Regions from separate parts of the Gossypium hirsutum genome. Here region 1 is linked to region 2. Evidence: chromatin contacts called from public Hi-C data. All regions are on one chromosome and are shown on one strand. The core of a region is the stretch at or near the end of the contact, and the rest is flanking DNA. Distances in the headings are between cores, read along the strand shown.

Region 1 (5,179 bases), core at 166-2,665, 530 kb after region 2:
TTTCAAGAGATTTCCATAAATCTTACCAACAACACAAAAACTCTCAAAAATAAGGAGAACTCTCTTTCACCTCAATCCACTGACATTTCTTTCCCTGTGCTAGTTTCCCTTTCTTCCTCTTCAATTTCTTACAAAAATAACAAAAAGAATCATAAATTCCATAGTAATTAAATAGTCATTAATATGGCGCAACAACAACGGCATCTTGAAATAAATATGAATTATGCGAAAATGAGATGAGAGCTTCAAAACCCATACCTTGAATAACCAATTTATAACTCCTATTAAGCTCTCTCTTTAAGATTCAAACCTTAACTTATTGGGTGATAAAGATGCTAAGGGAAATGGCTCAATCAAGGTTTTAAGATGAAGATTTTATAAAGAAATGACGAAAAATGGTGAAAGATAGGGAGAAAAATGAGTAAAAATGGTGGAGCAATGAAGAAACGTGGAGAAACTTCTCCTCCCTTAAGTGGACTAGCAAATAGAAATAATGTAAAAAAAATACTCCTTATTAGCGATACATTCAGTCATTGAATGTAACACCGCCTTACCATGGACTATCGACAATTTGGTTAAGGGTGTTAACCAAGTCCTTGTACTCTTTGTACATTTGAAATTTAGTTATGTTGATTTTAATTCAAAGAATTTGGTCTCTCTACCATTCAGATTTAAAAATGTAAATCCAATTGTTAACATCGTTAAAAATAAACTTTTAAATATAAGTCCATTAAAATATCATTTTTTGTTATATAGCTACTAAGTGAATTTTTTTATCCAAAATGTCACGATAGTGAATTTAGCAAAAGAATTTTTGCGATATTAACAAGTCGATCTAAGTTTTAAATTTTGAAAAGTAAAGAAACTAAAGTTCTAAAAATAAAAGGGATAATTTCAATATTTTACGTGAACTTTTATCCAATGTGTAATTTGATGCATAAATTTTAATTATACACATAAAACTTTGATTGTGATTCAAATGTATACATGAACTTTTATTTTAGTCTAGTTGTATATATTTAATAAATAAGTACATAATTTATTTTTATATTAGATAAATAAAACTATTTCTGTACGCACTATATAAATGTAAAATGATGTCATATCAATAATTGTATTAACAATTTTTTAAAATTGAATCAAATTAAAATTATATATATAATTATATAAATTTAAAGTTAATGTATATTACTATTAAACTCAAATTCATATGTAATTTTGAAATTAACCTAAAAATAAAAATTAAAAAAATTAAATTTCAAAAATACCATATGTAAAGCTTATTTCTATGTTTTCTTGTATGTGTTTTAATTTTAAAATTAATGTTTTTTGAATTAGGAAGTAAATTCAACAATTACAACGAAAACACCATAAAGTAAAGAAACTTGTGGGCCCACACATCCCATTCTCCATCCCTCTGTTCCCTCACCTTTCGGATAAGTTTTTTCATTTTTGTGTAATTTTCTTCTCCTCATCCTCCAAATCAAATCCAACGCCGAAACGCAAAATATCATTATCTAAAACGCAACTTCCATCTCTCACTAAAACCTACTGTACATAAAGAGAGAAGAAAAAACCCTTTCAAACCCAATCCAATTATGCTTTTCTTCAACTTTCCCACATACCCTTTTGTCTAAATGTCTTGGGAAATAAAATTAAATATCTTGAAAAATAAAAGGAAAAGATGTCAATTTTGGCAGCGAATTCTCAAATTCTGTCCCGAGAAATCTATCAAAGATACCAACAACAACAGCTTTGGAACAATGGAAGCTGTTTGTTTTCACCAAAGAATTCTAGGTATTTTGGGTCTGATTGGAAGGATAGAAAATGGAAGAATAAAATCGTGAGGAGCAGAGAGTGGAGAGTACAAGCTCTTTTGCCTGATTTGTCAAGACCCAGTGCGATTGAGATGGAACCCATCAACGACTCTGATCACCTTGATCAGATTCTGGCTCGTGCTCGACAGCTCTCTCAGCCTATTATCATTGATTGGTTCGTTTCATCTTCTCTGTAACTCTTTCCTTGTTGAACAGAGTAAAGCCTTGCCTTTCTCCATTTTAATGTTTTTTTTGGAATTGTGATTGCTGGTAGGATGGCTGCTTGGTGCCGGAAATGCATCTATTTGAAGCCAAAGTTGGAGAAATTGGCAGCTGAGTTCGATACCAAGTAAAGTTATCTTTACTCAAAAAGTGTTGATATTTAATACACTCACTTTGCTGAATTTTACACATTTACTACAAAAGCAAAATGGTTCCACACCATCTAAAATTTTTAAAAATAAATTCTTATTGGTATTGTATAATTTAACTGATTACTTTTGGAGATGGGATTATATCTGTACACCTTTAAAGATTTAACGTCTTATGGAATATATGTTAGAATCAAATTCTATTACGTGGATGTCAACAAAGTACCTCAAGCTTTAGTGAAGCGGGGAAATATCTCTGTATGTAAATGTTTTGCTTTGTGTTCTATTTTTTTCTTTTTTCTAATTCAATTATAACAAAATTATTTCACTTCTTTTTTAATTGTTCGTGTTTTTGTATGTAGAAAATGCCTACAATTCAGGTATGTTCACCGCAAAACAAAAATCTGAGTTCTTTGATATTAATAATGATTAATGAGATTTCAAAGGAAGGATCTAAAAAAGGGAAAATAATTGCAGTTATGGAAGGATGGAGAGATGAAAGAAGAAGTAATTGGAGGGCACAAAGCATGGCTTGTTACTGAAGAAGTGAGACAAATGATCAAAAAATTTGTCTGAATAATACTGGGGGTTATTTTCACTTTTTTTTGATGTAAAATTGTAAGATGATCATGAGAAACTGATGATGGTATTCTGACGACCAACCATACTTGGAACTTTTTATTTGTACAGTAAAGTTAATTCCACAAATTAAACAGTATTGATACATTGAGGTAATGTTGTAATTTGATTTGATGAAAATTATATTGGCAATTACACGGTGTCGTTGTGCAAGAACGAATGTATGGTTCAGCATTTCTTTTATCTTCTGAGCACAATTATTCTTCTCAATATACCCATGTAGTGAAGTGCATTCCTAAAGAGGCCTGCTGAGTGAAAACAGAACATAAACATCATTCCAAAATCCAAACATAATGGCATAATTATCAAAAATATCTTCTAACATTTAATTTCTTTTAGAAATCAAACAAATTTTAACAAGAAACGTGAGTTGATCGTCAATCAAACTGTATGTCAATCAATGAAATAGTCTACATGGCGTGTCACGTAAGCACGAAGTCATAGATAACCCCTATAAAAGCAAAATTAGTTAACAATTTCTTTTTTAAAATTTATTTTCATCTTTATTCTTGTCCTCTTTCTTCTCTTACTAATGTCGCTGTTATGTCTAACCATCGGGTCAGATTTTCAAATTGACTTATTTATTATGGTATTTGAGAGGCAGAGCCATAGATTTCTAATTTCTAATTCCTTTTTTCTTCTCTTTTTTCCTACTAGATCTAGTAGTATCTAAATCGAATCTCTTTTGTTTTCCAAAAAAATGTATGTGTTCGATAAATAGTGAAAGACCAAGAGAAAAAAGGAAAATATCGAACTGTGTAACTACTTTTGGTGGTGTTGTTGAAGAAGTGAAGACTTATAAAGAAAAGAAGGGTTGGTTTGATTCGGTTTAGAAAGGGAAGCTGAAGAAATGGATTACATCAATGATGAGTAAATTTCTTTTTTCTATTGTGTTCTTATGGTTTCAAAGAAGGGTTGGTTTGTTTCAGCTTCATTTTTTCTTTTTTTTTTCTTTTTTAATATTTCATTTGAGAATAAACTTGTGTTTTTCTTTAATTCTAAGTCATCTAGAAATGGGTATGTTTTGATTTGTACTATAACTAAAATGGTTAATTAAGAGAGTAATATGAAAGTTTGGGCTCTGATGAAAATAGTGGTGGGTCATTGTGTTTTTTTTCTTTTTCATTTTTGTGATATTTTATTAGCTTAAACATCAATGCTCAAAAACATACGAAAGAAAGAAAGACATGAGGTATAAGCATCTTTGAAATTGGTTAAATTTCTTAACCAAATTATCTACCGTGGTTGAGTGACAATCAACTGACGTCTTCTATTAACATTGAGAATTTCAATCAAAAAAAATTCAAGAGCATAAAACCAAAACCCCATAAACATTGAAGTTATTTTTGACAATTATGCTTTTCACAATTAAAATAATTCTTAAAACCAATCTAATGAGTGTTTTTTTTTTTTTACTTGAAACTTCAAATAATGTTCAAAAGCAGTAAAACAGAACTTATTTAATCAAAAGAAGCCCAAAAACCCCAAAATTAGTATAAAAAACAGAAAACCAAACTAGCTCGACGATAGTTTAAAAAATCTAAAAAAACTGAATCAAACCAAATCAAATTCAACCCTTAAAAAAAAGCTTAAATGACAATTTAAGTGAACCAACCGAGTCATTAACTTGCATCACAGCAAAGAACCTCATTGGCCCCTATTTCAATTTGAATAGAACAAGAGTCCTGTATGTCCAAGTCATGAAAATTGCGGACCCAGCGGACACATCACATTACATGAAGAAATGGCATTGGAAGGGTTCAATGGAAAGAACAAAGAATCCACCTACCTCAGCTTTTATCTTAAAACAGTATGGAGAAACAAATAAAGACGCATGTTAGTACACCTATAGCTCTAACAGCAACGATGAAGTCACAATCTCATAGTGTCCAAGCTGGAACACACCTACCTCAGCTATTATCTTAAAAGAGTATGGAGAAACAAATAAAGACGTATGTTAGTACACCTATAGCTCTAACAGCAAAGATGAAGTCACAATCTCATAGTGTCCAAGCTGGGACACCCACTAAACATCTATGTCAACTTTTATAGGTGAAAGATTTCATCGAGCTATGCAGAAATACATAATAGAAAAGGAGAATACAAAGTTACAGTTCTTAATAAAGCTAAAAGCCTAAGCGAATGAATTGAAGTTTCTGAATGAAAGATGAACTTTAATCATGTCCAACCTAAGAATCCTTGACATGCTACCTAAAAGACATTGGATTTGGAGCTGTTATTTACACATAAAACACATGCAATGGCACAAATATCTGCTACTAACCGTTCTATCTTTCACTAGTTACATCTTGTACGTTCTGCACTAAGAGAGTAATCAAAGTGTTTAGTTGG
Region 2 (5,765 bases), core at 1,558-4,057:
TATAAAAGCTCGTTCCACGAATCCGGCACACCGGGAAGGCACCAATGGCTGCAGTCCTGGTATTTTAGTGGCGCTACTCTTTCGTCTTCCGGTACTGTTTGCTTCGGGTGTTTCCGGTAGATAGATGGGTGGCCATCCTTTCTGAAATCGGTCAGCCGGGTGATATTTAGGTAGGTGACGTGCGTTTTCATCCCCTTCAGTACTGATTCTAACACCAACATCTTTGGTGGATATGGTTTAAGATATGTTTCGTTCTTAATCGGCTTAGTTTCGCTATCACATGCTCCTCCAGAATTCCACTGTCCGCCACTGGCCAAAGATTCAAACACCCGTAAATAATTTAGAAATAATATACTATGGTTGAACTAACATGAAATTCAAAATGAAGACCATGAAAGGCCTCCATAATTCTCAACAAGTACAAAAATTATGCAGCAAATATAGCAACTGATTGTCCTACCCCTTTGTTCTGTTCTCAAACTGGGACCAAAACAACATAAAAAAATCTCTCACTTTACCTGAAATGCGATGCAGAATAACCCCTAAAGAACACCATAGTCTTCATAGGATTTACACTAGCATCAACCCATCTAGCCCAGGTTGTCAGAGCTTTCCGAAAGGCCTCGAGAACATTCAATTCATTATAAACATGGCTACCTTCCTGGTAATAATCTTTCCTGTAGTTTGCCATTGTTTAATATGAAAAATAATGGTTAAACTCCATAGATCACCCATAACAGCCTTATATGGTAAACAGTTACATGGAAATAAAATCAACCAACCCTTTGGAAGTTTTCTCATGAGTCCACCAATGACCTGTATTGAAGATAAGGATATCTGCCGATTTATATTGATCTGATGATTTTCCAACAAGATCAAGCCGCAATGTCTCCTTCTTTGCTCCAGTTTTGTCTGGCATTTCCCATTCTCGGACCAAGAACGGAGATACGAAGAACTCTATAGTGAAATTAAAATCCTGTTCATCATCATCCAAGCCAACCCCAAAAAGGGAAACAAATAAGTTTCATTAAATTTCAAGTACATTACCTAATGTACCAAAGATAAGCAAATGAAAAACCTACTTTGAATATGAAAGAATACGAAGCTTCCCCTCGAAAATAATGTCTTCCATGTGCTTCATAAACATTTTCGGGGTTATTTGCAGCATTTCTCAGAATGCAAACTAGAGATTCCCACATATTCCTATTTAAAGAATCCCCGACAAAAACAAGCCTCTTACCCCTCAATAACTCCAACATGTGACCACCATTCAATCTTCAAGGGAAAAAAAAAAGAAAGGATCAGTTTCATGTAATTAATCTTATTTTAATAATAAAAGAAAACAAAATTCAACAGTTTTTATTGCAATCTGTAAATGAAAATGCAATCAACAGTTTAGATTACTAACAGAATCAAATAAAATCCCTAGATGACTAATTCAAAGATCAAACATGACCAAATTCCATTAAAGAAAAACCAACTCAATATCAAACCGATCAAACACGCTTAAAAGTATTTCTTGGATGATAAGACACTAAAAACAACATTAAAAGAATCAAATACCTTGGTAAAGTGCAGCCTTTAGGCTTCCATTTCAGTTTCTGATAATCTCTATCAGGCCTTCCATTGGCAACGCAACTAAACTGCTCATCAATGAACGAACAGGACCCAGGTTTATAAAGTGGATATGAATCATCCTTCACCCATTTTCCATCGAATAAATCGCAGTTCATCAAAGAGTCGATTAAATTATCAATTTCCTGTTTAGCTGTCAACCCTGAATCACTTCCATTGCTTGGTTTGTTTGTTAGGGAAGCTGAGTAGTTCGACACCACACCCTTTTGCCCTACGATTTTCTCTCCCTTCCCAGAACTTAACTTGTTGGAAGATTCAGATTTAGCTGGAGAATTGGTGCTCCGGTTAGCTGCCTCCAGGATTTTCTCTGTGACCGTTGTTGTCTGATTAGATTTCAGAACTTGAGCTTTATCAGAATTCTCTTTCTTTCCAGTCTGGTTATTTGTACTTGGAGGATTTTGATTCAAGTTAGGAGGAGGAGAAACTGTGGTCTGATTTGCATGCAAAACTGAACTTTTGGTGTTGTTTAAACCACTGTAGGGAGACCTAAAAGTTGTATTTTCGGAGCTGGGGCGTTGTTTATTTATGTTGAAAGATTGGGTTTTGTTGGTTTTTTTGGCAGAAAGTAGGTCCTCACTTGGATTGTCGGCTACTTGAGTTGCAGTGTTATTAGATCTGGTGTTACTATTAGAAGAAGATGGAGATGGAGATGGAAATGGAGAAGGAGAAATGATGTTAAGAGTTCGTGAAGAAGAGGTGTTGGGAAAGAAGTAATCGAATAGGGAAAATGATTGAGATCTGTAAGAACCAGCAGATGAAGTAGCTGGAGAGGAAGTTGATGAAAAGATGTTGGTGACCCAAGGAGAAGAAGAGTTAGAAGAAGGGCTAAAGGCTAAGAAAACAGTAAAACCGACGAAGGCAAACATGAAGAAAGCCACTGTTCTCCTTGTTTTGATGATTGAAAACAGATTCTTAAACTCTGCCGTGACTGCAGTCGTAGTTCCTCCATTGATAGGCGTGTACTTTGCTATATCCGCCATGGAAGAGACCAAACTTGATCTCTTTTGAGTTTCTATCTCGCAAAACTCAGGTATGGAAGAAAAAACAGATGAGATGGGAAAGTGGAAGAGAAAAATTAGTGTTTGGGGAGAGAGAGTGGAGAAGTGGGACGATCCTTAAATGTGAATACGATTCGACACAAACAGAAACTAAATTTTAAGTTGATTTTTCAGTTCAATAGTGACAGAAATGAAATACTAGATTAATCTAATTACAAAATTAGTGCAGGTTAGCATTAACCCATTTTTCGATTCTGAGTAAATTTTTAATTTGTCGGCCATTATTTTTGTAGAATTTTTTATTTTTAATAAATAAAAAATTCCATAATCAAGTAATCATATATATATAATAAGGTATACAAGATGATTTTGTGACAAATGACGCATTTTCCTTTTTTTATACTTTTTTAGATAATCTTTAATTTTTCATTATCCACTAAATTTTTTCAGAAATTATTTTATATATTTCTTCTCAATTTATCCTTCCAAAATAATTTAATATAAAATTATATTATTTTTATTTAGCTAAATCTATAAATAAAGTACTATAAATAACGTGATAAATATATAAATAAAAATTGGACAAATGAAATATATTTAATACAAAGCAAATAAATATGAAATAAAATATATTTCTAATAAATTTATTATTTTTCAAATTACAATACTTAAAATAAAATTTGGATTAGTAATAAAAATTGGATGTCTAGATTTAAAGTATTTTAATTATTTATAATTATGCATTGTACGGGTATTAAATCAAACTACTAAAAAATTTTAATATTAAACCTAAATTATCTAAATTTATACAAAAAATTATAAAATAATTTAATATGATTGAGTTTAATTAATAATTTATTAGTATCATAAAAATATAAATTATTAATTATTAATAATATAATATTGATGTTTAATGTTTATTAATAATTTGGTTTAAACATAATATAATTAACATTTTAATATATTATTGTTTATAATATTACACGTGCATTAAATATAATATATTAATAATTTTGATGAATAATTAATAATTATTTTAATAATTTTAATTATAAACAATAATTAGATATTTTAATTATTTAAAATATACTAACATTTTAATATTTTTATTTTATTTTATTTTATTGTACAATCATAAATAATTTATTTAAAATTAACATATTTAATATATTGTCTAAAAAATATATAAATAAACTATAAATGATTTAAATAATCTAAGTTATTAATATATTCTTAATAAATTTATCTAAATAATTATCTAAACAATAAATTATCTAAGTAATTTTAAACAAATTATCATAAGTAAACTATGATTTTTTAAAAATTAAAAATAAATTAAATAAATTATATACAGAAATATATTAAAAAGTATCTAAATAATAAATTAAGTTAATATAGATGATAAAGAGATTTCTTTTCAAATTTTAAACCTAAAGATGGAGCAATTTTCAAATTTTAAACAGGAAGAAAGAAGAGTTATGGATGATCTAAAACTCTAACAAATTTCTATAAAAAGGAACGTATGAGAAAATAAAAGGATACAGATAAACCCCAAAAGAATTTCAAACAAAATACCAATCAAATTTACACCTCAATGTGAAAACCTAAACCCTAAATCCACTAATTTTTTTTCTTGATAGTATATGGCGAAGGAGATCAGTGTCGAGTAATGGCAGAGGTTCATCTTCAAGAAGATAAAGAGGGATCAATCTAAGAGTAAGATTATCCCCAAGAGATTTTATCACGGGTGAAAGAAAATTTTAATATTGAATTTATATTTATAGAAAAAAACTAATTAATAATTTAGCTATTGTCTTTTTAGTTCTTTTATTTAAACGTTTTATATAAAAATAATAAGATAGAAAATGTCATTATATTAATTCCTTCAATCCTTTATTAAAAAAGAAATTGAAGTGATCAACTTGGTCAAACAAATTACATATGTATAAATATAGATATCAAAATTCAAACTAATGGATCTTTTCATGCACATATATAATGTCTGGATTCTCTTATAGATTTATGGCTTAGTGCACACTTTAGACCTTAAAATGTATAACTTTTCTCACTTTAGTTTTTAAAGTTTTTTTATTCACTTTAGTCTTGATCGTTTTTAGACATTCCCGATCAATTTAGTTTTTTAGATGTTAAAAACTATATGCTAGGATATCTAATTAATCATATGTTATCATGTGCCATACGATGACATCATAACATTAGAAAAACTTTGAAAAATATATAAAGTATGAAAATTTTATAAAAAAAAATTACAAAATTATTTAAAAAATAGAAAGATTATAAAATTACACTATCAATATAAAAATATAAAAACTTACAAAAAAAAACTTAAAGGTCACATTTTCTAGAGCTTGAACGAGATCATTATCTCTTGAAAGGATACCGTGATAATAATTATTTTATAATTCAATTAATCAAATTTTAAAATTAGTATATATTTTTAAGTGATAAATTTGATAAGTTTTTTTTCAAATTATTCAAATAATAAAAAATAATGTTATTGCAAATAAATAATAATTTAAATAATATTTTTATTTATTCCAAATATTTTTTACTATCTCAAGACAAATTATTTATCTTTAGACTAATATCTTAAGAATTATTGGTGAATGTTTGACCATTCTAAAGAGCTTTGATACAAAATAAAAAGAGCATGAGCATGATGATGGATGAAGAAAGCTTAATCTCAAATCGAATCAAATAAACATGATGCGGGTAACACTAGTAAAGTATTAAAATTTTATGTATTTTAAAATATTAAAATTTAATGTAAAAATGTATTCAACTTTTATAAAAATTGATTGTATTAAGATATACAATTTTCTATCAAATTTTTAATATTTTAAATTGATTACCGAAGGTGTACTTAATTTTAAGATACATCAATTTTTTTTAGTTTATTTTTTAGTTTTTTAATTATTTTTTTACAATTTTTTTGATAATTTTTATAATTTTTACAATATTTTACAATTTCTAGTTTTTTATAATTTTTTGATAGTTTTTTATTATTTTTTACAATTTTTAAAAATTCTAACATATTTTTTAAATTTTCAAACAATTATATATATTTATAATTATTTAAAAATATTGTTTAGTTTTTTTTCCAAATGATAA

What was found. Hi-C and Micro-C count contacts between places; a contact is called where the count stands out from the background.
Region 1: a Hi-C map of leaf shows a contact between it and region 2, with 6 times the contacts expected there. The contact joins the promoter of LOC107948478 here to the promoter of LOC107948139 in region 2. A contact is called at or near these places in 11 of 34 Hi-C or Micro-C datasets (callus, hypocotyl, leaf and 1 more).

The regions. Positions count from the first base shown.
Region 1 is chrA04:31,429,229-31,434,407 of Gossypium_hirsutum_v2.1, forward strand. It overlaps LOC107948478 (thioredoxin-like 3-1, chloroplastic), which reads left to right and starts at 1,416. Exons shown (of 5, transcript XM_016883037.2): 1 at 1,416-1,992; 2 at 2,092-2,166; 3 at 2,380-2,446; 4 at 2,551-2,568; 5 at 2,666-2,955. The coding sequence starts at 1,685. The coding sequence ends at 2,764.
Region 2 is chrA04:30,894,362-30,900,126 of Gossypium_hirsutum_v2.1, forward strand. LOC107948139 (protein trichome birefringence) reads right to left here and starts at 2,808. Exons shown (of 5, transcript XM_016882605.2): 1 at 1,564-2,808; 2 at 1,083-1,275; 3 at 783-976; 4 at 519-677; 5 at 1-309. The coding sequence starts at 2,615.